Regions from separate parts of the Danio rerio genome. Here region 2 is linked to region 1. A link is a contact called in public Micro-C data. All regions are on one chromosome and are shown on one strand. The core of a region is the stretch at or near the end of the contact, and the rest is flanking DNA. Distances in the headings are between cores, read along the strand shown. Region 1 holds the start of mafb (MAF bZIP transcription factor b). Region 2 holds the start of wwox (WW domain containing oxidoreductase).

Region 1 (4,399 bases), core at 1,124-3,623:
GTTTTATTTTCCACCTGATGCAAATAAAATATTTGAGTATTTTATCATATAATAATTAGATTTACAATCAGAGACAAATCCTACAAAATAAGCGCAGCGTTACGCCAAGAAAACCCTTCATTCTTCATTCATACAATAGTCTTCTCTTTAATGAGAATAATTATAAACAATGAACAGTTTGAATTCGGTCCAGCAATATGTGGAGAGACATATTCGTCAAATTGAGTGTGTTTCCTGACAGTTCCACACTGAAATAAGTTACAGTCGAGATGTAATGTCTCTATAATCACACCTGAGTGTGTAAAAGCGACAGGAGAGCTTGTCGCATGATGGATGAAAAGACACTTTTTTGCTCAGAGTCCCAAAAAAGTGTACGAGAGCAGACAATGGGGAGATGATGTTCAGGTAAAAGAAAGAAAAGAGCCAACATGACCAGCATGTGGAGCCGCGTCTGACGCACAAATAAATACAGCATAGAATGAGTTCATCACAACAACAACAACAACAACACAACAACAGCATTGTCAACAACAACAACACAACATGATGCGAAATCAACGTGAATAAAGTCAGTGTCGTTCATGAGCGCGTTCGTCAGGGCACTCGCCAAACCAGCAAGTTTATAACAACAACAAACAACGACGACAACAAAATAAAAGTCAACTTAAAGTTACGCAAGACATTGGAGAAGAAGAAATAAAAGCAAACGAAAAGCGCAATTGTCCATAAAGTCTCTAAACTCTAGCGGGATGAAATGTACAACATACTGAGAGATAAATCTAAACTCTGCTAAAAAAAGAAAAGAAAAAAAAAGAAAAGTTTTTTAAATTAAATTAAGAACAGACAGCAAGTGCACGCCCGTTACTCCGCGCGACAACACACGCGCGCGCGCCTGCCGAACTCGTTCAAGAAGTGGCGAGCAGAAACTCACATGAAAAACTCCGGGGACGACGGGTTGTTGTCGCTGCTGGAGCCGTTTTCTCGGAAGCCGCTGCTGATCAGCTTCTCGTATTTCTCCTTGTACGCGTCGCGCTCGCGCACCAGTCTGGAGATCTCCTGCTTGAGGTGGTCCACCTGCTGCATCAGCTGGGTCTTCTCGCCCTCCAGCACGTGCCTCTGCTGCACGCGCTTGTAGCGGCACGACTGCGCGTAGCCTCGGTTTTTCAGGGTTCTCCTCTTCTGCTTGAGCCGGATCACCTCCTCCTTGCTGACGCCGCGCAGCTGCCGGTTGAGCTCGCGCACCGACATGGTCACCAGCTGCTCGTCCGAGAAGCGGTCGTCCAGGTGCATGTGTCCCGGGTGTCCGGCCGACGCGCCGTTGGACTGCGCGCCGGGCGCCGCGTGGTGGTGGTGGTGCCCGGCGGGGTGGTGGTGGTGGTGATGGTGGTGGTGGTGCGGCGCTCCGTTCTGCGCGGCGGCGGCGGCGATCACCGCGGACACCACCGCGGCGGCCGAGCCCATCTCCTCGCCGGCCATCGCGCCGCCCGCGCCCGCCGCGCCTCCGAACTGCTGCCCGCGCGCATAGCCGTCGAAGCTCTGGAGCTGGTGACTGCTGCTGATCAGCGCCTCCACCGCGTCCTCGGGGCTGAAGCCCAAAGCCTCTGGGTTGAGCTGCTGTTGGTAGCCGGTCATCCAGTAAAAATCCTCCAGGTGCGCCTTCTGCTCGCTCCCGGAGCCCGGGCTGGGCGCCGAGAAGCTTGGGGAAGGGGGAACCGAGCTGCAAGGCGTGCTCATCGGGGTGGAAGACAGGGATCCCCCGGCGATCAGGCGGCTGCACTGGCTGATGCTGCGATCGGGCTCCACCGGCTCCTTTTTCACTTCAAACTTCATCAGATCGAAGTCATTAACATATTCCATGGCCAGGGGACTGGTGGGCAGGTCGGAGCTGCTCATTGCCAGTTCTGATGCCATCCTTTTGCTGTTGACAGTCCTCCAAAGGGGGTGAAGAGCAGCTGTCAGAGTGGTCGGGTTCGGGACAGCGTGAGCCAGCGTGATTTCTTTATTTAATTCTTCAAAAGCGGAGAAAAGGCTTCGCGAGCGGCCGCCGATTTATTTGTCAAAGTGACGCCGGTCTCGCGCGCGGACGCAGGAGCGCGTGCGTCTCCGGTTCCTCTGTCTTTGTGCGCGAGTGTGGACGCGTGCGTGCGAGTCCGGCCGTTTAACACCGCATGGCGCTTTTCTCTCTCTTTTTTTCCTCTTTCTCAATACTTTCGTTGAAATCAAGACCGTAACATGTGTGTGTATTCGTGCGTGTGTGCGCGCGCGTGTGTGTGTGTGCGCGTGATTGGCAATCGGACGCTCGGCTGGGAGGGGAACAAGAAGAAAAAAAAAGTACTCCGGGCTTGTTCTAGACTTTTTAAAGGATCACCGAGCATACGAGTATAAAAGCAATGCTGAGTTTTATAGGCGCCCTGACGTCAGGTTTGAAATACGAAATTGACTCGGACTCGTAGCCAATCGGCTCGCTCAATCCGGGACCTCATTTACATACGAGAGCAGAAACAAAAGTTTTCCGAACTGTCAGAAGTGACACGCGCATTAACCCTTTCCGGACGCGCGCCTGCTTCTCAAGTCAGACAGGTAACGCGGGTTTACTCTGCAATGCTCATGCATGATCAGATATTCCGACAGATATGATCAATATAATGATGATCACTGATACGGTCTTGAAAATACTCCATATATATATATATATATATATATATATATATATATATATATATATATATATATATATATATATATATATATATATATATACGCGTACTCACGGCTATATTAAAAAATGCTAGCCTTGTTTATCAATATGAAATATGATTCCACTTATTTAAACCATGGTAAAGTCTACAAATGCTTTGTTTTACTTGCATAACACTTGCATGTATTCAAATAAATCCCCAATCATGTTATTAATAACATTAAGATGAATGAATGTGTTATTAACACGTGTAACTGCTAAAGCACTGCAAACATGCACACATGTTCGCCACTGTGTACACTTTATATGTGGTTTTAATGTGAATATATTCATTTATCCTCTATTCTGAGTCTCCGCTGTCCCACAAAGCGCTTCTGAAACTCAAGAGCGCCTCCTGTCGGCAAGCGCAGATTCATGAGACGCAAAAACTGCACACACAGCTCTTTCACATGACATTACATTATGGTTTATTTCAAATTAATAGTTCATATGCTTACTGTGAAAGATGTACAATATACTTAGGGTAGAATTTAGCATTCTAAACATAATCATTAAAAAATAATCCATGATTCTTCACTTAAATATGCAATTATCCACAGAAAAATAGAAATATATTTGTATTTATTTATTTATTTATTTATTTATTTATTTATTTATTTATTTATTTATTTATAGGCTATATATATATACATGCCATTTATTTAAGTGTGTTGTGCAACATTTTATTTAATGACATTTTTAATTAGAGGTGATATTCTGATTTGGGTGACAATTCAGATAAATAAATGAGTGACTATATTAATAATAAATAATTTAATCAAATAAACATTAACATCCTTATTTGCATTTGACAAGTGGTGTTTACATTTTACAAATTATTTAATTTAAATTAATTTTTCATGTTTTATATACAAATTTTGTGTCTATATTTAATTTTATGTGAATAATTTATTAAAACACCAAGTTAAAAATATAAATATTTCACTGAAAAATTTAAAATGTTCATGTTGTTTATATTTTTGCATTAAACATTTCTTTAAAACAACACAAAAAGTGTTTATTTGTCAGCTTGTATTGTGAATATCATAAATAAAACAGAATCTTGTCCCATATTTGCTTCAGTTTTCCTTCAATCATGTTCACGTCAGTGTAATACAGCACGTAATTATTGCAATTACACGTTGTTCTAGAATTTAATTACAATAATAGCATGCAATATGTGCATCTCCAACACGTGAAAGTAACATTAATGCCAGTTACACTCATTCATATTGCAGATAAAGTAAAAACAAACGCTGTGGGTTCCTTAATAAACAGCCTTTCAGTCCTGGAGCTGCATTAGCAGACAATAAAAGCAGCGATTCTCACAGGAGATCCGGCTCTCTCGGAGGAGAAACACGCCAGGAAGACACGCAAACTACAAAGCCGCCAGCAAACACACAAAAATAAATACAAACGCGCAGTTTCCCAGGAGGACGGGAATCCTCTCGCAGTCTCGGTCGCCGTTCTTGGGGACCCAAACCGAGAAAATCAACATATTATTTCATTAATTAGATCAGCCAACAAAAGCCTTCGGAGGCCGTTCAAAAGCACTGAATAAATATTGAATTTGCGTCCCTTATGAGTGTGTAACTGCTCAACAATCAAGAGGAATAAAGACTCGCAGATATGAGGAACAAATATAAATGTGCTTAACTACAG
Region 2 (4,426 bases), core at 840-3,339, 470 kb before region 1:
AAGTCTTTGTGTCGTCTTGTTGTTGTTGTTGAAAACAAAACTGATAGACATAATGAAGGGAAATCAGCTCAAAGGTGAGTTAAATGTCACATTTTTAGTATCATAATGTTATAGGCTAAACAAAGTGTTCAGTAGTGTCTGGATGCAGCGTTGATGATGCAAGCTGAGACTGCATATCTCAGTGATGCAATTTCAGACATGGATCAGGGGGGGCCAAGTCGGAGGACGCACTCTAGGCTCTGCGCTGGTTGGGAAAATTCCAAATTGAACCAAAACAACTGGCTTAAGATTGGCAAGCAAAATTCAGGACAACGTGCAGAACCTGGGAACTCAAAAGATAAAATGCAATGTCAGACATAATGCACTCAGTGGTGCTAGTGACGTCACTGTGAGGGGTGGGGTTGGGTGCATCTGCATCCAGACTCGTCTCCACTTCATACACCAGGAAGTTCTTAGTATAGACCACAGTGCTTTTCAATTTAGTTTACAATACATCATATTTTTTAACTTGCTTTTTTTTGTTTAAGATTGTAGTTGGGAAATTTCCCAGAGATGGGCATCCGCTGCGTAAAAATGTGCTGGATAAGTTGGCGGTTCATTCCGCTGTGGCGACCCCTGATTAATAAAGGGACTAAGCCAAAAAGAAAATGAATGAATGTAGGTGGGAAATTCACAAATATGCTGTAGAATTTATTTATTTTTATTTACTTTTTTCAAATTAGATTTACAAGCCTGATATGCACATTATATTTGCCAATAAAGCATACAGGAAGCATATATTGCTTAAAAATGAAGCTTAATAAACTTTATTTTTAATAGGGTTCAGAAAAATGCACAAACAAAATAGGCCTTGCATGCATGAACAGAAGAATTAATGAAATGAAAGAGAATCACAACAATAGGCAAAATTTAGAATCTATATACTGAAATGTACATGACTCTAATGGTTGGGGTGGGGCTAGACGTTAATGAAACACAATGGTTAATTTAATAAGTAATATGAATAATACTTGTTATAATTGCTGTTTTTATATTATAAGTTTAGGGTTGGGACAGGTGTTGATGTTAATAGAACACAATTAATGGGTTATTTTTGGATATAATTACTGTTTTTATGTTACTGTGAGGGTTAGGTTTGGGTTGGGGTATTGGGAGACATTAATAAAATACAATTAATGTGTGATTTAATAAATAATGTGAATAATACAAGATGTAATTGCTGTTTGTACATTTCTGTGATGGTTGGGGTAGTGGGACACGGTGATAAAATATATGTAATGGGTAAATTAATAAATAATATGAATAATTCTCGATGTAATTACCGTTTATATGTTATTGTGAGGGTTGGGTTTAGGGTTGGGGTATTGGGAAACCTTAATAAAATAGAATTATTGTGTAATTTAACAAATAATATAAACAATTCTCGATTGAATAACAGTTTTAACATTACTGTGATGGTTTGGTTTAGTGTTGGGGTAGGGCGGGTCCAAACTCGGTCCTGGAGGGCCTGTCCTGCTGATTTTAGATCCAACTTGCCTCAACACACCTGCTAGTCTTTAGTATACCTAATCAGAGCTTGATTAGCTGGTTCAGGTGTTTGGTTAAGGAGTTTGAAGCTGAACTCTCCAGCACGCTGAATCTCAAGCATCGAGTTTTACACCTCTGAGGTAGGGGAGACGTTAATAAAATACAATTAATGGGTAATTTAAAAACTAAAATGAATAATACACGTTATGATTACAGTTTTTATATTACTGTGAGGGCTAGGTTTAGGGTTGGGGTAGTGTGAGACGTTAATAAAATACTATTAATGTCTAATTTAATAAATAAAATCAATAATACTCGGTATAATTACAGTTTTTACATTACTGTGATGGTTTGGTTTAGGGTTAAGGTAGGGGTTGACGTTAATAAAATACAACTAATGGGTAATTTAATAAAAAATAGGTAAAACACTCGTTAACCTCCATCCGCGGCTGTATCCCTTCTAACAACACCCGCTAAACTCCGCCCACTCGAGGACCGCGTGCCGTTACTCCGCCTCTTAGTGGCGTCAGGTTGTGATTGCGGAAGTGCCCTGTCAGGATTATTGTAACGCGTGTGTGCGCGCTGCCAAACAAACACCTCACAGAAGTTAAAGAGATTTATTAGCGTGGAAATTCAATAATTTCGCAATGGCGGCTCTCAAATACGCCGGAATGGAGGATACAGACAGCGAAGACGAGCTACCGCCGGGCTGGGAGGAGAGGTCCACCAAAGACGGATGGGTTTATTACGCTAAGTGAGTTTTAAGACATACACACTACACTACACACATACAAACACACGACATGTTTGCTTTTACCGTCGTTCATTGCTGTTGTCGGGTGTTTCTGAGGGTATTTATCGAGTGATTGACAGCTGTCGCTAATCAATCAAACAATGTTATTGATATTTCAGTCATGAGGAGATGAAGACCCAGTGGGAGCATCCCAAAACCGGCAAGAAGAAACGCTGTGCTGGAGGTAGGAGGAGAACAGTTCCATCATCTCCAATAATAACACTGCCCGTGGTGTTTATTTCCCTCACAGATACACAAACACATCTCGCACTGCAAACACAAATATTTTCTTAGCTTGTGCCTTGTTTTTAGTCCAGATATCCAGGCACTGATGTCCACCTTCACACACTTAAACATCTCTGATTGAGCTCAAGTTGGTTTTATATTCAGTAATTTAGCATTTCAGAAAAGTGTTATTTGCTAATTCCAAGAGAGATCATATTAGCAGCCAACCACTATCACAGCACAACATTGGTCAGACCTGAATATAATTCCTTACTGACCTTAATTAATTGGTTGATTGATTGATTGATTGATTGATTGATTTATAGATTGATTGAATTTCCTCTGGCTTTTTTCCTCTATCAAGGGTCGCCACAGTCCAAACACATGTGCTATAGGGTAATTAGTGAGATGAATTAGCCGTTGTGTGAGAGAGTGAGTGAGTGAGTGTGTTTGGGTGTTTCCCAGTACTGGGTTGCAGCTGGAAGGGCATCCGCTGTGTAAAACATATGCTGGAATAGTTGGCGGTTCATTCCGCTGTGGCGACCTTTGATAAATCGGAGACTAAGCTGAAGGAAAATGATTGAATAATTAATTAAATGATTGTTTTGTATTTCATAGCTTTGCCATACGGATGGGAGCAGGAGACCGATGATAAAGGCCAAATCTTCTATGTGGAGTGAGTTGAACTTGATTTTTAAATCATCGCCTCATTTTATGAGTTGCGTTTAAATGGAGTATGTTTTACTGCAAAAGATTTTCTACAGTTTCTTTGACTTTGTAATTAAAGTTTTTTGATTTTTAAGCTGATAAATACCAGTTTTATTATTAAATCTGCATTTTCTTTGTAAAATAAAAAGTTGATTCAACTTAATTTTAAGGCTACCAGCTTCAGGACATGTTTGATATGACTCCACTTTCAACCCAAATACTGCACTTGACTCGATTTTAAATTGAGTAAACTCCATATCCTGAAGCTGGTTGCCTTAATTTTTAAGTGGAGTTTATTTATTTATTTATTTATTTTTTAATATAGAGTAGCAATGTATTAATTTTTAAAATGATGGGGCATGGTGATTTATTAGAAAAAATATTTAAAAAAGCATGATAATAAATGGTTATAAATATAATTAATTATATATTTAAGCTGTTTTTAGCAGTCTAAAAAACACTATTTTTTTTTTTTTATACACTATTTACCCTCATCACTATTTGATCTTTTTCAAAAATTGCCAAAATTGTTTAACAGCAGATTTTTACAACAATTTTAAACATAATAGATACTAATTTCTTTTATCTTTGCCATGATAACTAGTAAAATATGTGCTGTCATTTTGCAAGAGACTACGCTTCATGACAAAAGTCTTGTGATGGATCCCAGTTGTAAGAGCAACTCGTCTTCTAGTTGATCGTGTGTAAAAGTGTCAGAAGGTGGATTTCTCTGCTGAATCATCTGCATCCCATTCATCACCAATACTGCAGAAGATCTACTGCTACCCGCATGGACCAAGATTCTCAGAGAAATCAGTTAAGTTTGGTAAAGGAGAAATAATGGTTTGGGGTCTGCACTCAGTATGGAGAGATCTGCAGAGTGGATGATCAACATCAACAGCCTGAGGAATCAAGACATCTGTGCTGCCCATTACATTACAAACCACAGGACCGAACAACCACAGCAAAGAGTGCTCCAGGATTGGCCAGCCCAGTGACCAGACATCAACATTATTGAGCTGATGAAGGAGGAGGCGTTGAAGATGAACACAGAGACTCTTGATGAACTCTGGGATCCTGCTGAAGGCTTTCTTCTTCATTCCAGATGACTTTATGAATCAGTGATGTGAGTCATGTCAGAGATGTATGGATGCAGTCCTCCAAGCTCATGAT

The links. A called contact is a pair of places that touch in the nucleus more often than the background predicts.
Region 2: a Micro-C map of caudal fin shows a contact between it and region 1, with 13 times the contacts expected there. The contact joins the promoter of wwox here to the promoter of mafb in region 1. A contact is called at or near these places in 2 of 18 Hi-C or Micro-C datasets (caudal fin and hematopoietic stem cells) and 1 of 4 datasets of contacts at active chromatin or transcription factors (embryo).

What each region holds. Positions count from the first base shown.
Region 1 is chr25:39,316,804-39,321,202 of GRCz12tu, reverse strand. mafb (MAF bZIP transcription factor b) reads right to left here and starts at 2,373. Exons shown (of 1, transcript NM_001316669.2): 1 at 1-2,373. The coding sequence starts at 1,911. The coding sequence ends at 928.
Region 2 is chr25:39,786,687-39,791,112 of GRCz12tu, reverse strand. wwox (WW domain containing oxidoreductase) reads left to right here and starts at 2,089. Exons shown (of 9, transcript NM_200913.1): 1 at 2,089-2,281; 2 at 2,440-2,504; 3 at 3,164-3,221. The coding sequence starts at 2,175. It also overlaps a transcript of hprt1l not described here.